Regions from separate parts of the Mus musculus genome. Here regions 1 and 3 are each linked to region 2. Evidence: chromatin contacts called from public HiChIP or PLAC-seq data. All regions are on one chromosome and are shown on one strand. Each heading gives the region's core, a stretch centred on a gene start, on an enhancer-like site or on the middle of the called end of the contact. The rest is flanking DNA. Distances are from core to core; before and after follow the strand shown.

Region 1 (2,955 bases), core at 270-2,769, 190 kb after region 2:
GAGCCATGAGCCCTGGAGGCCTAGAAACACTCATTTTCCACAAGGCGTCTGCTCTTGTGATGCTCTGATGCCAGGTTTTGTGTAAAGAGGATTTAGAGATCATCTCTCAGGGATGGCACCCTTAAGGCAATAGGAAGCAGCCCAGACCAACTCAGCCGTTTCGTTCTTCATCTCAGAGATAGATTGGCCTTCAGTACAATTACGACTCAGTTGTTTTTTTTTTTTAAAAAGTGTGTGTGTGTGTGTGTGTGTGTGTGTGTGTGTGTGTGTGTGTATGCTCATGATATGAAAGCCCAAGTACATGTGTGTGCATGCACATGTAGGTTGACATCAGACGTGTCTTCCTCTACCGCTCTCCATCTTGTTTTTTGAGACATGATTTCCCCTGAAACTGAGGCTTACCAGTTCTGCAAGGAGGACAGTGATTCCTAAGGATCTTGCTGTCTCTGCGTCCCCAGCTCTGGGATTACAGGTGCTCACCATCATGCCTGGTTTTAATGGCGGGCTAAGCCATCTCCCCAACACCCTACCCCCTCCTTTTTTTTAAACTTTTGAACATCAAGTAAGATACTGGTGACAAGCATGCTCTGTGGACTGGGTAGCCGCATGCACGCATGTGGGAGAATATCAGGACCATCATTTTCATTCTTCCTATTTACTGTTCCTGTAACTATCAGCACCATCAGCATTATCAGCATCATCAGCAGCATCACCATTATCTCCCCACCCCTCACTTCTCATGCACACGTTATCTTCCCAACTGGCCTGTTGAGCATCTCTCTACTAGGGACCAACCAGTGGCTTATTTCCAACCTCTCGTTTTCCCACACATAGCACAGGGCTCTCTACACAATAGGTAACAGAGATGGTTTCCCAATTGATTGATAAACTCAGAGAAAAATAAATCCAAGGAAGAGTATTGTGTCTGATGAGAGGTCTTCCACAGCCCCTGCTTCCTTCCTTTGAGCATCTTGAAACAAACAAGGAGAGCAGCATGGTGATAAAATTCAAGTGGGCTGTCCCATGCCACCTTATGCCAGGACACTTCTCTTTCCAAAGCCTTCAGCCTTTCTAAGAAAGGAGTCCAGGAAGCCCCACTGTTGGCAAACTGAGCAAGCTTCGGCCATGCCAACTCCAGGAGGACTAAGTCGTTGGCTATGCCCGACCTTGAGGCAGGACTCTACCTCTTGACCTTTGGATGTTTTGGCAGGGACTATCACTCCACTGAAAGAAGCCCTTCTCCATAAGGGAGATGGCTATTTGTACATGCAACTTCATAAGTTCCTCTTGGCATACTTGCAAATGTCTCTTTCTTACTCCTTGATGCACCAAGACTTCAAGAAGTAAAGTGTCAGTTTAAGGCTCATAAGGGAGGTAAGGCAGAGCTCTGCTCACCTCTCATTTCCCATCGAGCACTCAGAAGCATGCTGGCTGAGCCTGCTGCCAAGTCTCTCCCTGAGTCCCCTGGCTCCCTATTGCACAGGACGCTAAGGTCAACCACATCCTGCCACGTCCTCGCAGAAGAGATATCAGTCCCCACCACTAGCATTCTCTGTCCCACCACAGCCAGGCCAGCCCAGGAAGACTCAGGGCTTCCTTCTCCCTCTGATAACCACTGAGCGTCAGAGCCTTGCTCCAAGCTCCCGCATCAGAGTCAGCTGAGGAGTTTGCTCACACTGCAAAGCTGTAGGCCAGCTGCAAGGTGGGGAAAATGAAGGAAGGCTCAGACATCTGTGTTCATGGGGCTCATTAGATTGATTCCATGAGAGCTTGAGTCTGGGAGCCTCCAGTCCAGACTGTGTGTGTGTGTGTGTGTGTGTGTGTGTCTGTGTGTGTCTGTGAGTGTGTGTGTGTCTCTGTGTATGTGTCTCTGTGTGTGTATGTCTCTGTGTGTGTCTCTGAGTGTATATGTGTCTGTGAGTGTGTCTGTGTGTACGTGTCTGTGTGTGTCTGTGTGTATGTCTGTGTGTGTATGTGTGTGTATGTCTCTTTGTATGTATGTGTCTCTGTGTGTATATATATCTAAAGATCAGGAGTCAACCTAAAGTATCAAGTGTTGTTGCTCAGAAGACGTCCAACTTGTTTTTATTTGCTGTTAATAATGAACCAGGGCCTCATTGGAACCTGAAGCTCACTGATTCAGCTAGACCAGCTGGCCAGCCAGCCCAAGGAATCCCCCTGCCTCTGCCTCCTCTGCACTAGTTTTGCATGCACATGCCACAACACTCAGCTGGAGACAGAACTCAGATCTTCAGGCTCACTCCTCAGGCACTCTACCAGTCCCCAGCCTAGAAAGGGAGGGACCCTGTCCTAGTTCCTTTGCCTGTAGGATTGCGGTGTCTTTGGCTGGTCTGTGATGCACCTGTCATGGGTGCTGCCAAAGGCTGTTGAGCTCATACTTTGCCCTCAGGAAAGCGGGTTGAGGATGTTCTTGAATCCAGCCTGAGATCTGAGACACCCAGCTCCATATAAGCAAGAGGAACAGCAAGCTGTGGAGGGAAGATAGGCCTTTGAAGGAGCATTCAGGAAGAACCTCCAGAATCAAGGCTGAGTCAAGTGGACATTGAAAGAACCTCCTTCTCAAAGTGGTGGGATGTTAGACCTCAGCTCCAAAGAGTCACTAACCCCTCTCTCAAGAGGAGGAGAATGGCCGCAGGCCAATCAAGCCTAGCTTTAATCTAGCTATGCCCAGGCTTATGCTTTGTCCAGAGCCATTTTTAAAGCTGGAAAATGTTCACAATCTGGCCTTCCCCTGCTGCCCTCCAACCATGACCAGCAAAGATGTCCTTCTGTGGCTATATGAGAAAGCCCCTGCGTGCCCAGGCAAGTTCCCTCAATACCACAGCAGCATGGTGCTGGCTAAGACTGCAGGCACTTTAAAAACAAAAGCAAAAGCAAAATGGTTGAATGAGTGAGCCACCACAGTGAGCTAGCTTAGCTCCAGGTATGCAAATG
Region 2 (3,148 bases), core at 166-2,665:
GAGGAACATGGCGGGATGGGCCCCTGGGGGTTGTTTTTGAATTCCAGGTCAACAAGAGACATAGTCTAGAAAGAAAAGGTAGGTGACTCCCAAAGAAGGGTTGTCCTCAGACCTCTACACACACACATGTGACCCCACACACACACAGGTGAAACCCCCACTTGAACCTACACATACACACACATATGTGAACCCACACACACTGTGAACCTACACAAACACATATGTGAAACCACGTACACACATGCACACACATACACATATGCACACACATGTAAACCCATACACACACTTGCATACACATACACGCACACAGATAAACCTACCACATACACTTGCGAACCTACACGTGCGCATGCATATGCGCGTGCATACACACACACACACACACACACACACACACACACACACACACACACACACAGAGAGTAATTAAGAGCAGCAATCCATATTGATTCGCCGTTCCTGTGAATGATGTTATTTGCTATTCACAGCCGTTACAGTTAAAAAGCTATTAACTAGCAAGCATTTCCTCTGGTATCTCTTCACACTGGGTACGTAGCCCCTCCCACCAGGATGAGTGCACCTCACATGGGAAACTCATTCCTCAGAGCTCATGCAGCTTTTCAAACACATGAGAACCCGGAACACCTGGGTCCTTGCTAAATGCAAATTCTCCCTTGGCTGGGCTGGGTCCGGGTTCTGTATTTCTAACAAGCTCCCAGGGGAGCCTCAGCAACAAGGGCCCCGAGTCTGCTGGTGCTCTCATCCTGGGGACAGGCAGGTGCTTCCGTAGAAATGGGACAGCGAATCCTCCAGAGAGCATGCAGCATGAAATGAAAAGATCCGTGCCGGGTCAGAAGCAGAGGCTCTGGGCTTGGGAAGACAGCTTAGTGGGGTAAAGGGCACTTGCCGCCAAGCCTGGATTTGATCCTCAGGACCCAAACAAAGGTGGAAAGAGAAAACCAACACCCACACATATACACATATACACATATACTCCTCCGACCTCATATGCACCATGCATGTGTGCACCCACATACATACCACACACTAATAAACAGAAAAAATTAAAGGCTTCCTACAAGACAAAACCCCAGACACTTGAGATTTATTCATTTCTCTCCAATATTCTTTTGCTTTCTGTTTAGTTGATGGACTTAGAACTTTTAACATCCCCGGGCACAGCCTCGGGGGTTAGAAAGCTTCGGATGTCCTCTCTCCCTTTCCCTCCCCATCTCTTTAGTTCAAAGGCCTGGACCCAGTGTTTGGGAGTTTGATCAGAGATTGTGCCAGCTCTGTTTGTAGCCTGGGGCAGGCTCTTGCTGAGAGACACAACCTAGAGAGCACTGGCCCTCTGGACTATTCAGGGCTTTCCTGTGTGATCGTCTGCCATGCTCACAGGCATGCCACCCGCTGTCTGCTGACTCACTGTGGTTGCTGGCGAGTGTGTCTTGTTTTCCCAGGAGGTGACAAGCTCTAATAGTAGGTAGGGGGAGGGGAAGCAGGTACACAGAGGAGAGGAGCCTCAGGCTGTTCCTGAGCAAGTCATCCCCTGCTGAGGACATGGTAGACGGAATGTCATCCAAGTGCTGGACATGGGCGAAGCTCGCTGTGCCAGGCTGCTGTGGACAGTAGCTCGTCAGTGTGCCAGGCTGCTTGCTGTGTGCTCACTTGGAGAGATCACCCTTATGGGGCTGCTGAGATGACTTTAGCAGGAGCTTGGTGACAAGTCTGACATCTTGAGTTCAATGACTGGGACTCATGTGGTGAGAGGAAAGAAAGAATTTCTGAAAGTTGTCCTCTGACCACCTCACACTTATACAGACACACACACACACACACACACACAAACATATACACATATATACATAAACATACACACACACAAATGCATATACCTACATACCCATACACACAAATACACATAAACATGCACACACAAAAACATACACCCACATAGACACACACATATACCTACATACACATACATACACACACATACACAGACACGCACACACGATGTCTTTGATACCCATTTTCAGGACAGCCATGCCCCTGGAGCATCCTTTCACTTAGCTGCCGAAGTCTTACAGTGGCCATCCACCCAGTGAGGCCTCCTCATCCAGTTCAAGGCAATCTCCCTGATGTTTATAGAATGAAGTTGAAGCTCCCAAGACATCCAGATACAGGCCAGGGCTTGAACCTGTTGCTTGTCTTGTTCTAGACCTCAAGGGTGCCACATTCTTCATGGGTGTGGCTCCTGGAGCACCAGGGGTGTGTACGGATGCTCCACCACTCCTGCTTTACTAAAGGACCGACCTAAGGCATTGAAGACTTTCCATCCTGCTTAGGGAGATGAAGGCAGCTCACATTATAGGAGGCTTTGCATGCTGCCACAATAGTGAGCCAGCACAGCCCCAGCAAGTGTTGTTGGTTTTCTTCTTCTGTATTTCTTGTTATTGGCTTTTAGATACTTAGTTTGTCTAGGGGATAATAAGTACTGTGGGGTTGGTTTTTTCATTGGGTGTGTATGTACACATGGGGTACAGGGGTGCAAGCATGGACATACACATGTGTGTGTAGAGCCCAGAGGTCAACCTCAAATGTTGTTTCTCAGGCACAGTTCGTCTTACAGGTCTCTCAATGACCTGAAACTTAGAAATTCAGCTAGGCTGCCTGGCCTGTGAGTCCCAGGGATCTGCCTGACTTTACTTCTCAAAATCTGAGATTATAAATTGTGTCACCAGGTTGGTATATCTGCCTGCCTGCCTGCCTGCCTGCCTGCCTGCCTGCCTGCCTGCCTGCCTGCCTCCCTGCCTGCCTGCCTGCCTGCCTGCCTGCCTGCCTGCCTGCCTGCCTATCTATCTATCTATCTGTCTGTCTGTCTGTCTGTCTGTCTGTCTGTCTGTCTGTCTATCTATCTATCTATCTATCTGGTGCTAGAATGGAACTCATGTCCTGACACTCACGTTGCAAGCATATTACTAGCTGAACCACCCACCCCACCCCAGAAGATCTTTACAGAGCATCCGTGCTGATGACCTAGACTGTGTTGGACTTGTGCCTTTTGCCACTTTAACTCTCAGCCACTACCTGAAGCATACTTTATGAGTTCTTGTTTTTCAGAGAAAGCAGTTGAATCATG
Region 3 (2,946 bases), core at 42-2,541, 220 kb after region 2:
ACAAAGATAACTAACTCATTGTCCTAAACCTGCAGTCACCTTAGATTCCAGGGATGGCCAGTCCCTGCAGGATGAATGACCTACAAGATGAAAACAAAAATATCTACCATGGAAACGGCACACCTTGTATCTGATCAGGTGACACAGACCAGATCATAGACTCTATTTATTGGACCACTTTGTAGGACCACACCTTGCTCAAGACTGCTTAGTTATGCACGCCTCCCCTCCCACCCCGTCCAGTTCTTCCTCTACTTAAATCTAAAGTTCACATAGGTGTCCTGAGGACAGATTCATGGCCATTGAACTTCCTTCTTCCAGACAGTTGATAAAATCTTTCTCTGCTTTTCAGGATTACATGTCTTATGGTGTATTCAGACCAATGGCTGAGCCTAGCCTTTTAAGGCTGTGTGAGAACCGGGTCTTCTATGCTGGAACTCCAGTTACACACTGGCCACCTTTTCCTCGGTGTTTTTTTCAGGGTTCTCTGACACATTCCATGATAACAGTGCTTTGACTTTTCAGTCTCTTGGAGTCCTGGAGGCTCTGTGCAAAGAGCAGACTCTTCAGTCCCAAGCTGGGTAGAACACTCTATCCATTAGGCACTAGAGGGTTTGAGATAAAAATCAACACACACACACACACACACACACACACACACACACACACACACCAAAACCATTGGCTCTGAAACATAAAGGGGAAACTTTACAATGGAAATTAATAAAATTTTAATGAAATGTCTCCCAAACAAAATCTTCCATCAGCCTCATTAAGGGCTTCATTTAGTATTCGTAAAAATTTCATTACGTTTCAGAACGATGTGCAGGTTAGATTTTTCTCACTTTGCAAGAATTCCTGAGCCCCCCTGATAATTGCTGAGAAATCAAAGCCAATTCTACATCAAATGAATTACTTGTAGCCAAAGAATTTCAAAAGCAAAGTTATAAAAATAAGTCATAATTTTTCACAGGAAAAAAAAAGTATTTAATCTGTTTGATGTGTGTGAGGCAGAGTCTCTGAGCATGCTGGGATCCAGCGCGGGTCTGAAAGCAGTCTTGATGTCTGGCCTAGGCAAGCATATGTTAGCTTCCTCCTGAGTGAATGGGTGGGGGAAAAAAAGGCAATCTAAGTGATAGTGAAAAGTGTAAAGGTGGGAGGGAGGGAAGAAAAACAGACAGGAGAAATATAGCAAACATGAGCCAAAGTTTTAAGGAGCAATCTTAGCAACAAAGCCAAGGCCTCGCTGCTGACAGAAACAGACCACACCGCCCCCTTCTGGTTGGAGGAGTGCAGTGCTAGCCGCACGACTTGAGTTTCTCCCACGCTCAGAACATCAAAGCCCCTTGAAATTGTCTCAGAGAGAGATCAGCGCTCCCTGAGGACCGAGACCCTGCCTCTCCTCCAGCCAGGAGCTGGGAGGAAAGCTTTGTAACTGGCACCGTGTCAGGCATCCTGACACACGTCTAATCCCATCTTGAACCTATTTCTGCCTTTTCCCCAAACCGAGTCTCGCCTAACCCATTCCATATGTCTCTCTCTTTCTCTCTCTCTCTCTCTCTCTCTCTCTCTCTCTCTCTCTCTCTCTCTCTCTCTGACGGAAAATAGGCTTTGCTTTCATTTCAAAGGGCATCATTGAAAAATCTGGGCGACAGGACTTTGTTCTAAGACAGGCAATACTCGGGGAGCTCTTCTGAGGAAGTAATCAGAAATAAATGGAAAGATTTATATACAAGATGTCCGCTGTGGAATTATTTGTAACGGCAAAGAACTAAAGACAGCCACAGTGCCCCCAAAGCAAGGAGATGGTTAAATAAATCACCATCTACCCACACAAGAGAAGTTTATGCAGCCATTAGCATGTGCATGATTTTGAAATTTTCATTTACAGCAATAGCCAACCATTAGGGAGCCCTTCCTAGGCAGTATGTCACTGTACTCTACTGAGGAAAGTCCTTTGTGTTACTCCCTCCACTTGATACACAACACAACTGAGGTTCCACCACTGAGGTACATAGACTGTGTTAGAGTGTCCTGCTGGCCTCCTAGGGGCACATGAGTGTGGAGGCAAAGGGAGGGAGAGTTTCACTCCTAGATCCACTGCAAAGCTGTGGCAAAGGAGGATGGATCTGACCCCAAAGGGATGATAAGGTTCACTGACTCTTGCAAGGAGCATCCACAGGGAAGGTAAGACCCAAGATAAATCCTAGAGGGGGACCTTGGGGGTAGGAGTCCAAAAGTAGTGGTCCTTATCTTAGATGCAACACAGCTGCCAATTAGGTAGGCGAGGCTGGGCTGAGGCTTTGGAGAGCCAATTGGTAATGAAAACAAAGCATCGCTGAGCCTGTCAGCACCAGCTGCTCTCCCCTGGTCTCTTTAAATTCTGTGGACCATGGCCTCTCCTTCCTCCATTGTTGTTCCAATAGACAGATGAGAAAATTGAGGCTTGGGAGACTCAAACTTTGGCTTGAGATCCTGACTAAGTAGGTCCAGAGGCTGTATGCTTGGGCACAGTCACAGCCTCTCCCCGACGAGCTGGCCACCACATAGAAGCAGAAGCCTATGTTGTTCACACCCACCCAGTACGATGCTTTCTCGTGTCCCTCAGTTGCAGCTGGCCTCCTCTACCATTTCAGGAATGCGTTATGCACGAGAAAGCTTGCAGAGTCTTCTGAGTCTAGAAGATCTCCCTTAGAAACCCAGTTTCAGGCAGCGTATGAGCCAAAAAAAAAGTAGAAAGCCTCATCCCCACTGAGGGAGAATGGCCAAACCTCTGGGGCTCCTCGCACAGGTGCTGTAGGAAGGAACCTGAGAAGCAAAAGAACAGCCCGAGCTCCTCAGAAGTCCTTGCTCAGAGCTGGCCAGCGAGCCCAGGATCTGCCTGTCTCTGTTCCCTAGAGTTCGTGTTTGAAACACACCTCACTATGTCCGGCTGCTGTGGTTCCT

The links. HiChIP or PLAC-seq counts read pairs in DNA pulled down with a chosen protein or histone mark.
Region 1: an HNF4G HiChIP or PLAC-seq map of pancreatic cancer cells shows a contact between it and region 2. The contact joins two enhancer-like sites. A contact is called at or near these places in 4 of 115 datasets of contacts at active chromatin or transcription factors (the 230-238 cell line, embryonic stem cells, pancreatic cancer cells and 1 more).
Region 3: a contact with region 2 is called in a RAD21 HiChIP or PLAC-seq map of pro-B cells, with 6 times the contacts expected there. The contact joins two enhancer-like sites. A contact is called at or near these places in 1 of 39 promoter capture datasets (the C10 cell line), 2 of 15 datasets of contacts at CTCF or cohesin (large pre-B cells and pro-B cells), 9 of 484 Hi-C or Micro-C datasets (the 63-12 cell line, the C10 cell line, the G1E-ER4 cell line and 6 more), 8 of 115 datasets of contacts at active chromatin or transcription factors (the 230-238 cell line, CD8 T cells, DN3 thymocytes and 5 more) and 1 of 9 other capture datasets (embryonic stem cells).

Annotation. Positions count from the first base shown.
Region 1 is chr9:61,664,767-61,667,721 of GRCm38.p6, forward strand. No RefSeq gene overlaps it. Among named protein-coding and RNA genes, the nearest start is that of Gm34770, 4.9 kb to the left of the region's middle. Within about 2 kb of position 1,520, at least 93 of the 459 cell types and tissues checked have an H3K27ac peak or open chromatin away from gene starts, as enhancers often do. A contact at or near this core is called in the 230-238 cell line and pancreatic cancer cells, where this site is marked.
Region 2 is chr9:61,478,391-61,481,538 of GRCm38.p6, forward strand. No RefSeq gene overlaps it. Among named protein-coding and RNA genes, the nearest start is that of Gm34424, 30 kb to the right of the region's middle. Within about 2 kb of position 1,416, at least 54 of the 459 cell types and tissues checked have an H3K27ac peak or open chromatin away from gene starts, as enhancers often do. A contact at or near this core is called in the 230-238 cell line, the G1E-ER4 cell line, pancreatic cancer cells and 1 more, where this site is marked.
Region 3 is chr9:61,696,825-61,699,770 of GRCm38.p6, forward strand. No RefSeq gene overlaps it. Among named protein-coding and RNA genes, the nearest start is that of Gm34770, 37 kb to the left of the region's middle. Within about 2 kb of position 1,292, at least 23 of the 459 cell types and tissues checked have an H3K27ac peak or open chromatin away from gene starts, as enhancers often do. A contact at or near this core is called in the G1E-ER4 cell line and pro-B cells, where this site is marked.